Regions from separate parts of the Sminthopsis crassicaudata genome. Here region 2 is linked to region 1. A link is a contact called in public Hi-C data. All regions are on one chromosome and are shown on one strand. Each heading gives the region's core, a stretch centred on a gene start, on an enhancer-like site or on the middle of the called end of the contact. The rest is flanking DNA. Distances are from core to core; before and after follow the strand shown.

Evidence for each region. A called contact is a pair of places that touch in the nucleus more often than the background predicts.
Region 2: a contact with region 1 is called in a Hi-C map of hippocampus, with 3 times the contacts expected there. The contact joins the promoter of AADAT here to the promoter of HPF1 in region 1. A contact is called at or near these places in 2 of 2 Hi-C or Micro-C datasets (fibroblasts and hippocampus).

Annotation. Positions count from the first base shown.
Region 1 is chr6:85,358,602-85,365,723 of ASM4859323v1, reverse strand. HPF1 (histone PARylation factor 1) reads left to right here and starts at 3,407. Exons shown (of 8, transcript XM_074276496.1): 1 at 3,407-3,459. The coding sequence starts at 3,457. It overlaps LOC141547848 (a long non-coding RNA gene), which reads right to left and starts at 7,019. Exons shown (of 2, transcript XR_012483645.1): 1 at 6,325-7,019.
Region 2 is chr6:85,742,853-85,749,549 of ASM4859323v1, reverse strand. It overlaps AADAT (aminoadipate aminotransferase), which reads left to right and starts at 5,408. Exons shown (of 14, transcript XM_074276556.1): 1 at 5,408-5,552.

The DNA.
Region 1 (7,122 bases), core at 2,158-4,657:
GGGAAAAGATCCACTTGTGTAAAAATGTTTGTAGCACCTCTCTTTGTGGTAGCAAAAGGAAGTGGAAAAGAATGGGTGCCCATCAATTAGGGAATAACTGAACAAGTTGTGGTATACGAAGGTAATGGAATATTATTGTTCTATTAAAAATGATGAACAAGCTGATTTTAGAAAGACCTGGAAAGATTTACATGAACTGATGCTGAGCGAAACAAGGAGAACCAGGAATAAATGGTACACAGTAACAACAAGAATGTGTGATGATCAACTATGAAAGGTTTGGTTCTTCTCAGTGTTTCAGTGATCCAAATCAAGCCCAGTAGACTTTTGACAGAAAATGCCATCTGCATCCAGAAAAAGAACTAAGGAGACTGAATGTAAATCAACCCATGCTATGTTCACCTCTTTTTGTTGTTTTTTATCTCTCCCATGATTTTTTCTTTTTGCTCCGATTTTTCTTTTTTTTTTTTTGCTCTGATTTTTCTCTCCCAACATGATTCATAAAGCAATGTGTATTAAAAATAAATAAATTTATTAGAAAAATGGGGGAGCTAAATGAGAATATTATTTTAAAAAAGAAAGAATAACAGATCCTAAAGTATTAGGTGCACTGTGTTACCTTTTGCACCAAACATACATGATATATATATAGTGTTTATATGTGTATATTTATTTATATATATATAGTGTTTATCAGTGTATATTTATTTATATATATATGGTGTTTATATGTGTATATTTATTTATATATATATAGTGTTTATATGTATATATATATATCTAAATATATACACACACAATATATGTATTGCAATATATGTAATATATGTATACAATATTTATATAAACAATAGTTGTAAGGCATATATATGCATATATTTATACATATACACACATATATATATATGCCTTATAACTATTGTATTTCAAATCTGACCCTATTCCTTCAAAGGACATTGCATGGTAGGGTTTTGAGGGACAAGATTAGTAAGAGTGCTGAATTTGGAGTCAAAGGATCTAAATTAAAATTCTGGCTCTGTCACTTACTAATTGAATTATTTTGGCTTTTAAAAAATTTTAATTATTGTTTTATTTTTTCTGGTTATACATGAATATTAACTTTTAAGTGCACATTTCTTTATGAATCATGTTGGGAGAGAAAAATCAGAACAAAAAAGAAAAACCATGAGAGAAAAAAACAGAAAAAAAATCAACATGGCATATATTGACTTACATTTAATTTCCATAGTTGTCTTTCTGGTTGTAGATAGTGTTTTCTATCCAAAGTTTATGGGATTGCCTTAGATCACTGAACTGCTGAGAACCATCAAGTTTTTCATAGTTGATCATCACATAATTTTAATTGCATTATTTTGGAAAAGTTACTTAACATTTCGAGAATTCAACACCGCCTAGCTAGTTAGTGTCAGATTTGAACTCAGGAAGGTAAGTTCTATTTTTCAGGCTCCGTGTTATATCCACAGGACCCCCTAGCTTCCTATTCTTAGTATAGATTAATATTGTTAATTCTTAGTATAGATGAATTATTAAATAAGAATGCTGGATTTGGAGTTAAAAGAGCTGGGTTCTCCTTTCTATTTATTTTAGCCTCACAATACCTTTGTGCTCTTAGGTCATGACTTCCCTCTCAGGGTCAGTTTCCTCATCTGCAAAGCTATTGTAGATGCTTTCTAATGTCCCTTGCAATTTTGAATTCCATGATCCTAAGTTAAGTGTCACCTGACTTAGAAAAGGTCCTTAAAGATTAGGGCAGGTAATGTGCCACAGTTCCCTTTTATGGTCCTGCCTCAGTTTCCCTTAACTGTTCTGCCTCAGTTCCTTTTATTGTTCTGTCTCAAACCCCCTGGTTGCAACATCTCCCCCTCGTGATCATTAGGACTGAGATAATTAAGGCTTGGAGGTCTGGCCACTGGCATTCCAAAAGATAAAACTCCAGATAGCCTATCTCATACCTAATTGGTATCCTCTTCTTTCTCTAAATCCTAGACTTCCTCTAGTTGGACACCTCCTCAGTCCTCCCAATTAGTAAGAACTTATGGTCCTACCCCCAAGCTGTCAGAACCGGATTGATGGTCCCTGCCTGGAGATTCCTGATCATCAGAATTTGGGCTCTACCCCCACCTCTGTCTAGCTACCCGAGCTTAGAGTCATGTATATGTCTTTGAGAACTCACAGTGGATGTTGGATGATTTGAGACATCAGCCCTGGGGGTAACATGCCCCCAGCACAATCTCTCCCTTTCAAATAAAATATTAAAAACTCTCTAATCTCTATCTTGCCTCAGTTTCTCCGGCAATACAGTAACACCTAAGTTTTCAAGAAAGGGCTGGAGGTAACACCCCAAAATGGCAAGTCTCCATTAACTTTTACAGTGGAGTGGGAGAATGCCCTGGGAGAGAATCCAGGCTTTTGGGGGAGACAGTGATGGAGAGAGTTGCAAAATAAGACCCGGAGGTGCTGAAGGCAAGCAAGTTCTACCGACCTCATAATGCTGCATTTGACTATAAAACTAAGTGTTTTATAGATGTTTTATTGACTTTTATTTAAAGTATCACAGCCTCCTCTCCAACCCACCTAACTCCACTTCTGTAATCCCTCTCTTGTCACATAGAAAGTATTATGTAACAAAACCAACCTAAGCAATGACCTTATCTGCCAGCTTCACACCTTCCCCAAGTCTAAACCAAGACAAAGAAGGTGCTTTTTCTTCTTCTTTCTCCAAGGACCAAAGTTGCTTTTCTAATGCTACACATCAAATCAAGTTTCTGTTTATTCTGTGATTATTATGCAAAACGAGGCACTCCACTAACAAGTAGGACTAGTCCTTGCTCCAACTGAAGCTTTAACTGACATCCTTCCTTTTAAACACCCACTTCAATTTGTGCTTAAGTGGGAGTCAGGCAATTCATTTGTCATAATCAAGAAAGGCTCCCTGCTGTGAATCTTAGTCACCCCAGCAGCTCAGGGCCCTGCCAGGAAAGGAAAGTATTCAGTAAACCTACCATTAGCATCCTGCTCCTAATAAATCGATTCTGTGGCAGGCCCGGTTTTACTGACAAAATCATAGCAGAACAAGAGAGTTTCAGTTTGCACAGGATACCATGGCAACTGGCAATTATGTAAGTCGGGATACATAAAAGAACATGACAATCTCACAGAGATTTAGCAGGAAGAGAGACTCCCCTAGAGGATGGGAAATTGGGGTGCAGGCCTCAAAAGCAAAGTGTGCCTTGTGCCTCGGCGGGACCAGGTGGCTCATGTTGCACAATGACTCAGGTGGTAGTAGTTTAGAGAAGGGGGGGTACTAACCATTGGTGCACTGGTGCTAATAGATATCAGGAAGAAATAATGATTACAACAATATAAACAGAGCAATGCAATGAAACTGAGAAACTAATTAAAGTGAACAGGCCGAGTTTCCCTAGACCTAGAGAAATGGTGAGATAATATACCTCCTTTTTGTTGAATTGGTGAGGGATTACAGAAGTGTAATACTGCATATGCTCTCGGACATGGCCAATATACTGGTTTTGCTGAACTTTTTTTGTGTCTTTTATTCTAAAATTTGTTGTAAGGGAAGGTTCACTGGTAGGGAAGAAATGAATTTTGTATTTAGAAATGATATAAAAGCAAATGTATTTTTTCAAAAAAAAAGCCTGAGTGCCCAACATCAAGTAGATAGTAAATTGGTAGAGCATAGCTATAAACATGGGTCTGCTGATGACAAATGCAGAAACTTTTCTCCTGCAGTCTTAAGTTCATGTCCTAGCTCTGCCACTTAAATGGTACTGTTGATGCAGAAGGCACCCCAACGATGTCAGGATCCCTTGGTCCCTGTCCCAGTTTTGGCGGAAGAATTCACACTCTGTCTCAGTTAATGAGGCAAAGATTTATTACGCTGCTACCAGTGGGCTAATTCCAAGGGAATTTAGCAAAGAGTCAGAATGGAGATAATTATATTGGAAAGGGAAACAAAGATAAGGTCGATTTGCTTATAGTGTGGCTTAGAGGTGCAATTGAGGACAGGTAGGGGTGGGGTTGGGGTAGGTCCCACCCCGGAGTTCTACAATTTATTGACCAGCTGATTGTCCCGAACAGCCAGCACCCTTTGTGGTACTCCCCAGGCGAGTATTCTTAGGCTTTCTCAGGCAGCTCCCCAGGCTGGGTAGCCTTTGGGTTTCTCAGAAATTGCTCTTCAGGACTAGATAACCAAGTCGCCTGATTTCAATAGATCCTCCAACTCATCATTTATTAATTGAAGTAATAGGATCCAAAGACCTTCAACGTTAAATCTATAAACCTATGTTAGATGCTTGATGAGTCTATAGTGGTGCAAAGGATCTAGCTTGAACCGCCTTTAGAAATATCCAGGGGAACCTGTTTTGGACATCCTCCATTTTGTGATTCAGAATGGTACTTAATCTTTCCACTTCTACTTTATATCCTTAGAAATGTTTGTTTCTATTCTAAAATCTAAATACCTATTTCTGGACCCAAAAAGCTGGCGCCCTACACCCATTACTCCTTCAAGAGTCCCTCTGCTCTGAACCTAAATAGGTGGTTGGGCCAAGTTTAGCCCCCAGGGGAAAGCAATCATCCCCGAATGGGACAGATTAGACTGCTTTTTCATACTCTGGGGGGAATTCCTCGGGGCTTAAGGCTCACAGCTAGGGAGCGTCTGAGATCAGATGTGAAATCAAGATGAGTCTTCCTGATTCAGCCTGGAATTCTGGATTGTAATACGGTCTTTCATATTCCTCGTCAGAAACCAGAGTACCATGCTGCCAAATCTGGAGACTGTTCCTTCTTTTTATAACAGCTGAAGCAAGTCACTTAATCTGATTTGCCTCAGTTTCCTCATCTGTAAAACCTGGAGAAGCAAATGCTCTACAAGTTTTGCCAGTGCCCTAGTTTCTTCATCAACAAAATGACTGGAGTGATTGTTGTGACAACCAAATGAGATAATGTGTGTAAAATATCTTACAAACCTTAAGGCACTTTATAAAGATAGTATTTGTCATTCAAAATAATATTGCAGTATAGACAAGATGCATACACAAGTAGAGGCCGGACCAGGAGTGACATCCCCCCTCCCACATATGCTAATTGCATGGTAATGCCCAAGTAAAGGTACCGCAATTCTCAGTAGCCCCAGACAGCCCTCTAAGACTATGAATTGCAGATGGTTTGCCCATCTGCATCAGTACAGGGAGTTTCCACACTGGGCATTTCTCATCTTTTAATGAATTACAAATCTAGAATAATAAGAATAATAACCATTACTTTACCAGCGGTCCTCAAACTTTTTAAATAGGGGCCAGTTCACTGTCCCTCAGACTGTGGGAGGGCTAGACTATAGTAAAACCAAAAGCTCACACTCTTCGTCCCTCAGCCCATTTGCCATAACCCAGCAGGCCGCATAAACATCTTCAGTGGCCTGCAGTTTGAGAATCCCTGCTTTAGACTATTTTGCAGGTATTTGTATCTCCTCTCCCTTCCATGACCTTGCCTACAAATAATTAGAAACTTCATTTTTTATTTAGCTTTGGTAGTAAAACAATGAGGCCGCTAGGAGACAAAGCAGCTAGAATCTTGGGTGAGTTGTCAGAAGATTTGAGTTCAAATCTAGATTCAGACTTCGGACAAGGCCTCTTATCTCTACTTCAGTTTCCTTATCTGTAAAATGAAGTTAATAACATCTACCTTTCAGGATAACTGGGAGAGTAAAAGGAGATATTTGTCAAGTTCCTTGTCAATCTTAATATAAATGTATATCTATATTATTTTTCTTAGATTAATTGGGGTGATGGCTGAACAAATTATAGTATGGGAATAGAATGACTATTATGGTTCCATAAAAATGAGCAAAGGGATGGTTTCATGACTAGATAGGAAGACTTTTAAACTACTGGAGTCAAGTGGACAGATAGAAGAAAACAATGTATATGGTAACGACATCAATATAAAGCAGAACAACTTTGAAGCTTTAAGAACTCTTGATAAAGTAATCTGATTTCTCCCGGTGGAGAAGTGATGGATGGACTCAGATGCAGAATTTTTTTTTTTTTAAATAATACAGTTAACGTAAGAATCTGTTTTATCAAAAGCAAATTTGTCATAAGTATTTACTATATGTATATTTGTGTAAATCTATATAAATTTTATATAGATTTATCATATATATACATTTTGTGTGTGTATATTTCTATGTGTTTGTATATGTATGTATATGTTTATGGGTGCTATACACATGTTTATTTATTGAGTTACTGAATCTAGGCCACTGGCCCTAAGTCCGTTTACCTTCTATAGAACTCTGGAATGGGCGGGGCCTTTCTTCCCGGGCTCGAAACTCACGTGAGTAGGCGGGACTAAAGCACATTTGGGGGCGTGGCTAACGTCGCTCTCTTAGTGACCTGATAGGTGCAGGCGCTTCCGTTAACACCATGGAAACCGTTGAGTGGGCGGGGCCTCCTCCTTATATTGGCAATTGGAAGGGGTTTTGTAGAAAAAGAGTCGATAAGGCCGGCTTCCGATTGGTTGGACGGTAAGGCTATTGACCTCGGAAGCAGTTGGCTTGGCACTCGGAGTGGAGGCGGTTGCAAGGCGCCTGTGGGGCCGCCGCTTCCCTAGGCAAGTGGCAGGATGAGAGGCCGCAGGAAGCGCAAGTCCCGAGATGGGGCCGGGTCGCAGGTAGGCGCCGGGAAAAGTGGAGCCCGAGAGGAGCTCGGGGGCTCCGACGGCGGCTTTTAAGGACTGATCCCTGCGTGAGACCGCGGGGCCGATCGCGCGCTGGAACCCCGTAGCTCTCCCGACAGCCCTCCTTCACCTCCCCATCCCAAGCGAGGCCCGCTGAGCGGCCCGACCCCTGGCTGGCGGTAGGGGGACGGGCTTGGGCCTATCTCCTTCCCTGGGCCCAGCGTCACGGGGCCACCTCCCTCCCTTGATCTCCGAGGATACCTTGTTGGCGAAAGCTCCCGGAGGCCCCTTCGGGCTCTGGAATTCGATGACTGCCCGCTACGGGTCATTGCGGGCACGGAGCGCGGCTAAGTTCAAATGCAGCCTCGGCTGCTTCCCGGATGCGTGACGCCCGCCTAGTCA
Region 2 (6,697 bases), core at 4,159-6,658, 380 kb before region 1:
TTTACTCATCATAATTTCCCCCAGTGGATCTTCCCTTCCTCTCTCCTTTCCAGAGAGCCAAATCATATAACAAAAAGTATTTTAGAGACAAGAAAGAAAAATAAGCAGAAAAAATCAACACATCAAATAAGTCTGAAAATATGTGCAATATTTAACACTTGTGGACAATCAACTTTTGCCAAGTGGTGGGATGGAAGTATCTCCTCTTATCTCTTATGTTGAATCAAGTTTGTTCTTGATGTAGCCCATGGTTCAAATCCCATTTTCATAAGACTCTCCTCATTGATAGAGACTGATTACTTACCAATTCTGCCCCTATGCCACAGGTTACATTCATAATTCTGCAACATTAACTTTTGATTATTTCTGTGATTTTTCTTCACATTTCTATTACTATAGTCATTGTGAAAATTGTTTTCTTGGCTCGGCTTACTTCACTCTGAATTAGTCTCTGTAAATCTTTATAGTCTTCTGTGTATTAACCACATTTATCATTTCTTACAGCACAATAATATTCCATTATATTCATGCACCACAATTTGTTTAGCTATTCCCCAATTGTGGGCATTTACTTTCTTTCCAATTCTTGTCTATCACAAAAAAAAATGCTGCTATTAATATTTTGGTGTATATAGGATTTTCTTATTAATAGCTTCTTTGGGGTATAAACTCAGGAAACTCCAGACCAAAAGGAATGGATACTTTAATCATTTTGCTAAATAGTTGTGCTAATTCACACCAATAATGCCTGTCTTCCTACACCCCCTCTAACACTGACTACTTCCATCTTCTATAATATCTGCCTAGTTACAGGATGTGGAGTGAAACCTCATGGTTGTTTTGATTTGTATTTCTCTTACTAACAACAATTTGACCAAGTCATTTTTGACTTAGAAAAAAGTACAAAATGCAGTTTCTCCATGCCTTTTACTCTGCTCCAAGGCAATTTTAGATAGCATTTTAGGAATATAAGAAAGAAAGTCAAGATTTATAAGAATAGAGCTCTGGATTAACACTCCTAATAACATATCTCTACCCTCTTCCTCCTGAACTAGTCTTCATGAGTAACCAATGAAGGATCTCCCATAAATCTATATGGAGAATCTGATTTAAATAGAATGCCCTTGGAATGTTCAATGGAAAGGGTACTTCCCAAAGGATGGCCCCTAGCCTAATTAGAGAATAAAAAGAAGTTATCCCTTAACCGGTCCAGTTAGTGGTCTCTTCTGAGAATAGAAAAAGGTAATGTTCTTATCTAGTTTTTTATTAAGTTCATTATCCCACAATACATTCACTTAATGAAAAGATCCTTTGTCCTTTTCCCTGACCTATACCACTTTCAAATGGGGAAGTACAAAGAGATTTTTTTTTAATTTTTTTATAATATTTTCAGTTTTACAACTAAGGTGGTGGTAGTGGTTGTTTTAGTATGCTTCCACATGGCTTCATGCATTCCCTCCCAGAAAATTTTTGGGAAAAACATAACCAGAAAGATTTGCAGCATACTGGATCTTGGAGCCAAAAAGTTCTCTCTCTGACACATGCTGAACATGTGACTCTGGGCAAATCACTTCATCTGTTATTGCCATATCTAAGAATGTAACTTTGCAGAGAAGAGTCAATTTACATTGGTAAAAAGGAGTTTTCTCACTCTGAAGTTCCTTACATACCAGCCAAATCATAGATCTCGTCATCATCTCCTATGACCATTCTAAATAAAGTTCATTGCAAAGTATCTAATATACATATGCTAGATCTGGTCACAAGCTAGATCCAACATTGCTGCCCTTCTCAAGAGGAATACTTTTAATACAAAGCTCATTTAGATATGTATCTTGACTGATAACATGAGATTGAGATCCTTCTCTGAAGGGGTAATATTTTAAAATAGAATAAATCAATAAACACAAAATGAGATGAGGGAGATGACTTCTGAAGAGTTTCCTCATTCTTTAAAATCATTTGAATGAGTGGAAGATGTTTTTATGTAATTTTCTGTATCTTTGAAGTAATGATTGATTAAAAAAAATTCTATTTCTACTTTCTCCTCCTGTTCTACTTCTCTGGGACAACTTTCTTTGATTATTTCTTTCATTATTGTGTCAAAGGTTTGGGGGTTTTTTGGCTTTTTTTGGCTTACAAGTTTCAGGTAATTCAATTATTCTTATATTTTTCTCTTCTTGATCTTTTCTCCATATCTCTTGTTTTTGTTGTGTTTTACATTCTGTTCTATTTTTTTTCATTCTTTATATTGTTTTGTTATTTTTTTTGTTTCTTATAACTTCACTGGCTTTCTCTTGCCCAATTCTAATTTTCAAAGAATTATTTTTCTCTTTAAGATTGTATCTCCTTTTCTAGTTGATTAACTCTTTTTCATAATTTTCTTGTTGGTCTTTTTTTTTTTTTTTAGTTTTTCATCAATCTCTTTTGATCTTTGAAGTCTTTTTTGAGTTCTTCAATAAATGTTTTCTGGTAAAGTAGAAATTTAACATCACTCCTTGGGGTAGGCAAAGCTTCTTTTACTTCACTGTCCTCCTCTAAAGATGAACCCTGCTCTTCACTATTCCCATAGTAAGTTTCCATCTTTGGGTTCTTTCATCTTTGCCTATTCATTTTTTTAATGACAAATATTAGTGTAAGCACTTCTGATTTGAGGCAGAAAGAGGGAGAATGGTGCCTCTAGCTTCACTTCAGCTCCCCCCTATGACTTGAAACCCTAAACTAAAAGTTTCCCCCCTTCCTGCAAGTGCCAGCAGCATCCCTGTCCCCACCACTTCTGCATTTACCAGGTATGCTGGTTCCTTCTCACCCAGGGACAGGTCTCACCAACACAGATGGGCAAGATATTCTTAATCAGTAGAGGTTCCTTCAGTCTTCCTGGACTCAGACCTCCTCCCACTCAATTCAATATCTGAGGGGGGAAGTTCTAGTGGTTCAGGCTGAGGATCCTTCTGACCACAGTTAGCCTCAGGGCTCTCTAATGTGTTTCTTCTAAGCTAATCTGGCTGTGTTTTCACCTCACTCCCCAGTCTTCTCAAGTTGTCCTAGGAGGACTCCTTCCTGCCCCAAATCTTATTTGATTTTCAGCCATCTATGTTTGCCCTGAAGCACAATTTTATCTTATTGTAGGGAAAATTTTAGAGCTTGAACTTTTCTGACCTATTCTGCCATCTTCCCACCTTTCTGCATTTGGAATGGTACTCCTCCACTACTACTTCTTCCATCCTCTCAGATATGATCTTTTGTTTCCTTGGGCATCCTGATGACACTAGATACAGACACAAATGATTTTTTATCCTTTCATACATGCAAAACTAAGAAAAAAGTCCCAATCTTATTCTCTCCCTCCCTCTCCAAAGAACAAAAACAAAAACAAAAAAACCTTCTCTTTTGCTGATTGTACTGGAGCCAAAGCCAATAGTTAAATTTTCAGTGTGAGAACATTTATTCCTGGGAAATCTGCAAATGCATGGAAAAATATTAATAATGCTGGCTAAACTCAAAAGTGTTTCCTCTGTGCATATTTTTTCAGTCAATTGCTAAACATTTACTAACACAGCACTGCATCTTACCAATTTTTTCAATTACCAAGAAGGGCATCAACATTCTAGTCAGTCAATCACACAGCCTCCAGATTATTCTTGATTCCTCATTCATCCTGCATGTCTAATCTGTTGACAAATATTGTCATTTCTACTTTCAGAACAACTCTACTACATGTCCCTTTCTTGCCAGTCATACAAATAACACCCTTTATCAGTCTTCATCACCTCTAATCCTGCCTATATACAGACACCTAGTGATACAGTAGATAACACTTTGGTCCTGAAATTTGGTGTCAAGACAAATTTGGCCTCCAATGCTTACTAGCTGTGATCAACTAACCTAATTTCTCATCCATAATAGCACCTCTCCCTTAAAGTTGTTGTGAGAATCAAATGAATTGATGTTTTTAAATGCTTAATTCTTTCCCTCCTTCCTATCTATTGGTCTCTACTTCAATCCATCTTCCACTAGGCTGCCAAGGTGATTTTCCTAAAGTGCAGTTCTGACCATGTCATCCACCCTACTCAATAAATTCCAGTGGCTCACTATTACAGAAGAAAAAGGTGAAGGGAAAAGAAATGAGAGAAGAAGAAAGAAGAAGGGAGGGAGGAGAGAAGAGGAGAGAAGGAAAGGGAAGGGAGGAGATCCTTTCTATGTGTTTGAATGAGATTATAATTGATGAGAGTTAGGGAAGGGGAACCCCTCTTGGGTGGGTGCAAAGATAGTCACCTGATGGGGCAGAGTCCCCTGTAAAAGGAATTTACAGGCCCGAAAACCTATCTTGATAAAAAGGTTTATTGTAGGGATTTGGAAGTAAGGTTTACTTAGTAAAGTTGAGGGTGGAGATAAAAGGGCATTGGAATAGGTCCGTTGGGCAGAAACCCTTCATATGACGGACATAAGGATGCCATGCTTAGGACTTCTGCAAAAGTGGACTCCAAAGCAGCCCCTTTTATCTTGAAGGTGGGTGGAGTCCCAGGCTCCTGGCATTAAATCAATGGGCTTAAAGTGTGGGGGATGGGAAAACCCAAGTTAGCTCAGATCTTGTGGGGGATGGGGAAAGTCCACTGACCAGGATTTGTACATCAAAGGTCAGCCATGGGGGAGGGGGTTTCTTAAAGGGACCTCAACCCCCATCATAATGTCAGGCTGAAGAGGGAGAAAGGTTCCCTACTCTAGATGTTGGATTGACTTCCAGGAGTTCGGGGATGATTTGATCAGAAATGATTTTTCAGAAAGACTGAGCATGCTCAGTTCCCATCAGGACAGTGAATAGAGTTGAGCTTCTGGGGATCACTCACGGTTCAGTAGATTGCAAGGAGATAGGCAAAAATGAAACAGCCTTCAGTGAACTTACATTCTTTTGGACATAGAAGATGATCCAGCACAGGATGCCGAGTTGGAAGAACCAGATAGGTAGGAACAAGAGGGGAGAAAGTTACGGAGAGGAGAGAAAAGTCAGTGTGAAATGTTGCCAAGAGTTTAAGAAAAAGAAGTACTGAAGAAAGGCTATTTGATTGGGCAAATAAGGACCATGGGTTGTGAGTTATGGAAATACAGGCACTATATAGGAACTGTGAAGGAATCACTCTGGAAAGCAATTTAGAATGATAAGAAAATGACAGCCCAAAATCCCACTGCTATGAATTTATTGAAAAGAGGGCAAATATAGAAAGCCCCTACATGCACCAAAATATTAATAACAGCATTTTCTTTTAGCAGCCAAAAAAAAAAAAAAAAAAAATAGAAACAAAGGGATGTCTATTGATTGGAGAATGACTGAACAACTTATGCAACACGAATGTAACACAGGGAGTGTCTTTCCCCCCACAGCCGGCAGATGGCAGTGAAGGACCGCAGAGCGTCCGCCGCGCGCCAGCCACCAAGGCCTTTCCCCGCCTCCGGGAGCCGACACTTTGGTCCGCCTGGAGCGGACCGCCGTCTCCCACGCGAGCTCTTTCTTCCGCAGGGGAAGACCACTGCTGGACGCGTACTCCCGGGTACAGGTAAAAGTTCCTTTTAATTTTTTGTTTTACATTCATATTAGATTGGGGCGAGCAGTTCGCGCGCTCTCCCTTCGCGCAAGAGGGGTCCCCTGCCCAGGTGTGCTGACCTGGGTGAGGAAGCTATTTAACGGAGTGAACGTAGATACTTCCCCCTTCCTTCCTCCCTCGAACCCTCTCTCTTCTCCCCTTCTCTCTCCGGTCCCCTTCTCTCTCCTCCTCCCCTCCCCCTCCTCAGACAGGGGGACGCCATATTCCTCTAGCACGTGGCTACGTAAGGAGGTGGGGAACCCAGAGCGGCACACTATTGGCCAGATAGGGGGGCGGGGAGGGGGAGTTGGAGCTCCGAGAGGCGTGACGGGGGCGGTGCTAAGGTTGGCTCTTCCACCCTCCTTCTCTCCCCCCTCAGCCCAGGCTCCGGGTTATCTTTGGACTGAGAGCCCTGCAGGGCAGGAGCCCGGCCTTTGCCTTAGTTCTTAGTAGGAGCCTAATAAATACTTGTCGGGAATTGACGCCGACTGTAGGAGCAGGTCTGTGGGTCAACTTTGTATGGCAGCCACTAAGACGTGTTTTACATTTGGGGAAAGCTCAGAGGACCTCAGGAGTCCCACAAGGGACTGAATAAGAGCCAGGATGGAAACTCACCTCCCCTAATTGATTACAGCCCCCAGCCCTTGCCACGACCTGAATAATCACGTTCACATTCAGACTTTAAAAAGTTCGGCTCATATGTGTATGTGTGTATATGTATTGTGACACTGGGAAAATCACTTTACCCCGTATTTGCTTCCGTTTTTTTATTTCAAAATAGCACCTCCATTTGTTTATGAGAAACAAACCAGATAGCCTATGTCAATTGCTTTGCAAGCCTCACAAATGCGGGCTGTTACTATCAAAATTTAATAAATAATTTTGATACTTAGTAACTTGATAATGATTCACAAGATAATTTTAATTAATGATTTCTGTGTCATCGTCTTCCTCTGAGAGATTATGTGTTATCTCCTTCCTCTGTATGTAGGAGTTAGGTCATCTACTGCTCGACCTAAGACAGAGGTTATAAAAATACTATAAAAGTATTCATTATCGGTTGCGGTTTCACCAAAGCACAGACAGCCGCGTGCAGAATAAAGTATCCTGGGAGGTTC